2 separate regions of the Sus scrofa genome follow, and region 1 is linked to region 2. Evidence: chromatin contacts called from public HiChIP or PLAC-seq data. All regions are on one chromosome and are shown on one strand. The core of a region is the stretch at or near the end of the contact, and the rest is flanking DNA. Distances in the headings are between cores, read along the strand shown. Region 1 overlaps CLIP2 (CAP-Gly domain-containing linker protein 2). Region 2 overlaps LIMK1 (LIM domain kinase 1).

Region 1 (2,700 bases), core at 121-2,620, 240 kb before region 2:
GTTCACCGGGCAGCATTTCCTGGTTCGTCCACTAGATGGCGGGGTCTTCCCGACGGGACCATCTCTGGCTCCAAACCGAGCAGAGCGCTTCAGAATGGGGGTCCCCAGACCCCAGAAAACCTAGGCTCTCTGGGCGAAGCCGCATCTCTGCCCTTGGTCTGAGCTCCTCAGGATAAAGCCATGCACCCCTTCGGCTGAGACTCCTGGGGGCAGGGCTGGGTCTCTCCCCGCGGACCTGGGTGAGATGCAGCTCACCTGGGGCTTGTCGGGGCAGCTCCTCATGGCCTCCACGAGCCTCTCCACCTGCTGAGCCTGGTCCAGCGCGTTGCGCAGCGCATCCTCCGTGCTCATGAGCTGGTGCTGCAGCCGCAGGACCTCAGGCGCCGAGGATGAGGACGGGTCAATAAGGGAGTAGCGCCTCTGATCCGACAGGGACTTCTCTTTGTCCTGGACGCGGCAGGGGAGGGGAAGAGCGTGCACGTGCACATGTATGCGTGTACGCGTGTGCGTGCGCGCACATGTTCGCGTTGCCAGAGCGCAGACTCTCCTGTAGGCAGGGAACTCCTCTGTCCCATCTCATCTCTGGCCAGGCCTGAGCATCACCAGGGCCCGCGGGCCTCCCTCCCTCACCTGAGGGTCCTCGATGAAGCATCTTCCTTGCCCCCCTGCCCTGAATTCCCAGCTTCCATCAGATGCTTCACATTCTCCGTGTCCTGAAACCTCTCTTTCCTTCTTGCATTCCCTCCCTGCCCCCCACTCCCTCCATGCTGTCTCATGGGAGTCCCTCCTCTTCCCCACTAGACCCAGAGCCTAATTCCCTGAACCCTTCCTCCACCCACAGGACACCTGTTACCTTCCCTTCCAGGGGTGCCACAGCTGACCCCGCCACCATGCTACCCAGAGATGCACTGCCTCCTGGCTCACCAGCCTCCTCGCTCTGGCACAAACCCTCCCTGAACTGCCTCCCTTAGGCTGATGCTTCCAGGTCCTTCTGCTCTGCTCTGACCCTCTACCCAACCCGCCCTCTCTGTCCAAACCTTCCTCACTTCAGGAGGTTTCTTACTACCAAGCCCATCCCTGGTTCTCCGTGGTGCTGGGGACAGTTCACCAGGGACATGGGACAGGCCGCCCTGGGGGAAGGGGCAGCCAGTCACACGTAAACTCGACCGGCTTGTGGCCCATGGAGACAGACAGCCAGGGCAGCTCTGCCCCTTCCACATGGTTCTGGGGAAGCCTCGGAATCAGGACTCCCAAATCCCCACAGCCCCAGGCTTCCGAGTTACACCCAGATTCACAGCACCATGAGGCCCACAGAGGGTTCTGTATTCACCCCCGCCCCCTGGTGGCCAGACCTGGAAGGTCACAGCGCATCCGGACCCGTGGTCCCCAGGATCTGGGAGCAGCAGAGTGACGCCCCTTCTCCCTTAACCTTGCCAGTGCAAGCCTGCTCCCACGGCTGCAGGCAGGTCTTGTGTCCCCTCCTGCCCGGGAGGCCTCTCTTCTCCTTCCATCTCCTCCTGTGTGGCTGGACCCACGTTGCTGGGCGGGAGGGCAGTGAGGAGCTTCGGAGCAGCTTCTCCTGACAGCAGGCCTGTCCTTCCGGACCCTATCCTGTCCACACCCTGGAGTTGGCCAGGCCCAGGAACTGGCCACAGGCTTATCCTGAACACTGACCACGGGGATGGTTTCATCCTGTGCAACCAGTACCACTCACCTACCCCGGCCCTACCTCTGAGAACTCCACTCAGTCAGGCCCCTGTTCCTCTCTCCTTCCAGAGACTGATGCATGAATCATCATTACTGGTTGATTACTTCCCTGGACGGCAAGCTCACCATCTGACGGAAGCTGGTGCTGCCTCTGGACTGGCCAGATTCTTAGGAAGTCTTCCTTTGCATTGCATCACCCAGACGGCCCCACAGCCAGCCATGATGTCTGTAAAAGGGCCACCATGGCCCCCCAATAGCCATGTCACTGACTCTGCCTGCAGTTCTAGAGGACTATGAACCCTCACTGTGACTTGGCTGTCCCTGGGGTGGCTCCAGGAGGTCACCAGCCTCCATGGCCTGACAGCAGGTAGCCCTGGCCCCGTTCCAGCGTTCCATCATTCTCAGGCCGCCCCCTTCTCCACGTACCAGCCCGGTCAGCTTTTCCCGCAGGCCCCGGATGTCATCCTTGAGTTTCTGCTCCTTGATCCGCCACTCGGCCTTATGGACCTCACGGCTCAGATCCCTTTCAGGCCCCGGGGAGTGGCGATTGGCCTCCAGCAGCAACACCCGCAATTCATTCAGGCTCCTGGAGGAGGGTGGGGGTACACAGAACAGCTGCAGTCAGCCTGGGCCCCTCTGTTCCCATGCCCCACAAGGTGCCAAGTGCCCACAGACTAGCTACCCCAAGGGACAGCGCTTCTCAGCATCTGTGCCAGGAGGGGCCAGAGAAGAAACGTGAGGCCTGGAACCATCTGATCACAGGGGGCAGGGTTCAGGGACGGGACAGTCAAGAGAACTTAGCCTTTCTCAGAATGGTTTTGAAGTTTTTTTGGTTTTGGTCACATGAGCAGCATGGGGAAGTCCCCTGGCCAGGGATCAAACCTGTGCCACAAAAGTAACCAGAGCCACAGCAGGGACAATGTCAGATCCTTAAGCTGCTGAGCCACCAGGGAACGCCTGAGTTTTTTTTTTTTTTTAAAGAGAATATATTTG
Region 2 (2,700 bases), core at 115-2,614:
CCATGCAGATGGAGCGGAGCTTCTGGAGCTACGAAGACCTACTAAACTGGCACCTTCCCATTTTCTTGCTTCAATGTACTTAATCCTCTCAGGCTACCCATCCTCAGGCAGGGCTATCCCCATTTAGAGACAAGGCAGATGAACTTCAGAGGGTCTACCCCACCCAAGGTCACATAGATGGGCCCCAGAGGCCCCAGCAAGATACTCCCAGTTCCACCAAGATACAAGGCGGGGGTGCCGCTCAGTACAGACCAGCCCATCGGTCAAGCCGGGGATCTCCTCAACTGCGGCCAGCGCCCTGGGCGCTGCCAGTCATGATAACGGGGCCTAGCACAGGTACCGGGCAGCCTGGATGGTGGCGCCCATGAAAGACAGATGGAGAGAAACGATACAAAGATTTCCAGGTGTCACCCCACAGGCCAGGAGTTACGTGCCTGGCTTCTTTCCACCCAAGCGTCTTGGGGACCAGCAGCCCAGCTAAGTCAAGGTGAGCAAATGTGAAAATGCGGCACCAGCAGTGACCTGCCCCGCAACCCGGAGTGACCAGCCCCACTGGGTACTGAGAGCCTAACCCAGGGTCCCGGTGTGCACAGGTATGTCTGGGCCAGAGTCACACCGTGTCAAGCTGGCTAGGGGATCCATCCAGCTTGGCTGCTGTAAGGGAGGTCTGGGTGATGTGCCAAGGCTACACGGGGACAGGAGAACCCAGGCAAAGAGCTCATGGCTCAGGAGGGGAACAATCCAGGGACAGAGGAAGGCAGGAAAGAATGGGGGACTAGGTCAGAGCTCAGTGCCCCAGGCGGTGGGGGACCCTCTGCTCCATGGCAGCCTGCACATGGCAGCACTGGGTGACCGCTCCTGAACTAGGGAACTGGGGATGAGGCAGAGTAAGAGGGCTGGTGGGACACTGCCCCTTTAAGAGGATCCAGCCAGTTCCCCATTGTCTGGGAGCCTGAGGGGAGGGGCTGGGGACCACAGCTAGGGGCTGGGAACCCGAAATGTCTGGATCGTGCAGCTAGGAAGGGGGGTGTCTGATGAGCTCTCTCGATGGGGGTGGGGCGTGGGAGGGGGGAGACAGCCTCTGGAGCCCACACTGAGTTGCGAGAGGAGGTGGCGGAAGCAGCCGCTGGACCGGAGCCATGACGTCATCCGCTGCCCCCGCAGCCCTTCCTGCCCCCGGTCCTGAGGAGACTGTAGTGGGTGGGTGACAAGGGAAGGGGCACTGAGCCAGGAGGGAGGGCGCTCAGGGATGGGGAGGTCCCCAGCGCAGCCCCGCGGATTCTAACCCAGCAGGAAGGTGCACAGCTGGAGAGGAGGCTCGTGACCTTGGGGAGATCCCCGCGCCCTGTGCGGATCAGCGGTTCACTTCGCCCTTCCACCCTCCAGACCAGACACGAATCGCGTCACAGGAGCGTCCCCGGAGGCTCCCCCTCACCCTAGGCTACAGGAATTGATTCCCCACCTCGGTGGGCCTGTGGTGGGGGTTCCGGAGCAGCCGCCTTCCTCCAGCGCAGAGAATGCTCTTCTGCCTGCGAGCTCCTACTCCTTCCCGCCCGCACAGACTCCTCACTGCAGCAGCCCTGAAGCCCCAACGTTGCTTCACTCAAGCTCGGGAGCGCCGGCAGCCCCCACTACCACTTCCTGGGGGGGCTGCGCCACCGGCCTCTGCCGCTGACCTGTGGGCTCCCCGAGGCCCCAGGCCAGGCATCCACAGACGTGGGTCCGTGAAGAGAACATGCTTCCTGCTCAACCGGCTTGCTCTGTGCACTCAGCCCGGGGCACGTCCCACCCTGGGCGTCCTCAGAACTGCTCTGGGGTGCCCTGGCTCAGCCCCACCTCAGACTGGGGACAGGGGGCTTCTAGCTCAGGTCAGGGATCTAGCCCACGCTCTCTCAGTGGCTTGGTGGTTGGCCCCTGGGGCCTCGGCAGAGCCCGACCCTGTGTGTCCCCTCATCTTTCAGGCCCACATCGGGTCAGGAGCCAGAGGAGGTGGGTGGGTTAGGTCTGCCTGGCTCTGCGGGGTGCCCCTGCCCCTATAAAGGATGTCAAGAGAGCAGTACCAGATACGGCGTGGCCCTCCCTGAGAGCAAGCGAGGACAGAGAGGCCTGGGCAGGAGAGTTGGGGCCAGGAAGCCCCGGTGATCTCTGCAATGACAGCCCCACCCCTCCCAGGGGTGCCTTCTACCCAGAGCCACGTCCCTGGACACCAAGGGCGAAAAAGAGCAGCTGGGGGACCAGCCTCATGGGAGGCTGTACCAGCAGGGCCAGGAGCCTCAGCGGCGGCCTCTTCCCCTCGACAGGCGGCCAACAGTGACCAAGGAGTTTCAGTTCTCCTGCCTCAGGGCCCGGCCTCAGGTGGGTCTGTCCCGCTGTGGCCTCCAGCCCCAGCTGGCACACCTGGGGCCCTGCCTGAGGCCGGGGACAGGTGGGGAGGGGGTTTTCTACTTACTTGGCCCCTCTGAAGAAGCGGCTTCTGCTCAGGGTCCAGGCCAGCATCCTCTACAGCTACCTACGGCCAGGGGGCCTCGTCGGGAGTGCAGGGGTGGGCCGCCGGGCCGCTTCCCCATCCTACTCCAGGCACTCAGGATTGGAGGCTGCAGAGGGAGGGGCCAGCGTGGCCACACAGCAGGGGAGGAGGGTGCAGCAATGTGGGTGCAGAGCACTTGGTCTTAGCTCACAACAGGAAGCAGATGAAGGACC

What was found. HiChIP or PLAC-seq counts read pairs in DNA pulled down with a chosen protein or histone mark.
Region 1: a contact with region 2 is called in an H3K27ac HiChIP or PLAC-seq map of alveolar macrophages. The contact joins two enhancer-like sites. A contact is called at or near these places in 1 of 5 promoter capture datasets (liver), 17 of 47 Hi-C or Micro-C datasets (alveolar macrophages, embryonic fibroblasts, fetal heart ventricle and 10 more) and 2 of 2 datasets of contacts at active chromatin or transcription factors (alveolar macrophages and skeletal muscle).

The regions. Positions count from the first base shown.
Region 1 is chr3:11,497,046-11,499,745 of Sscrofa11.1, reverse strand. CLIP2 (CAP-Gly domain-containing linker protein 2) reads right to left here. Exons shown (of 16, transcript XM_021086342.1): 13 at 2,134-2,293; 14 at 256-447. Among named protein-coding and RNA genes, the nearest start is that of GTF2IRD1, 40 kb to the left of the region's middle. Within about 2 kb of position 1,370, at least 7 of the 83 cell types and tissues checked have an H3K27ac peak or open chromatin away from gene starts, as enhancers often do. A contact at or near this core is called in alveolar macrophages, where this site is marked.
Region 2 is chr3:11,258,370-11,261,069 of Sscrofa11.1, reverse strand. All of the region lies in intron 2 of LIMK1 (LIM domain kinase 1), which reads right to left. Among named protein-coding and RNA genes, the nearest start is that of LIMK1, 6.9 kb to the right of the region's middle. Within about 2 kb of position 1,364, at least 56 of the 83 cell types and tissues checked have an H3K27ac peak or open chromatin away from gene starts, as enhancers often do. A contact at or near this core is called in alveolar macrophages, where this site is marked.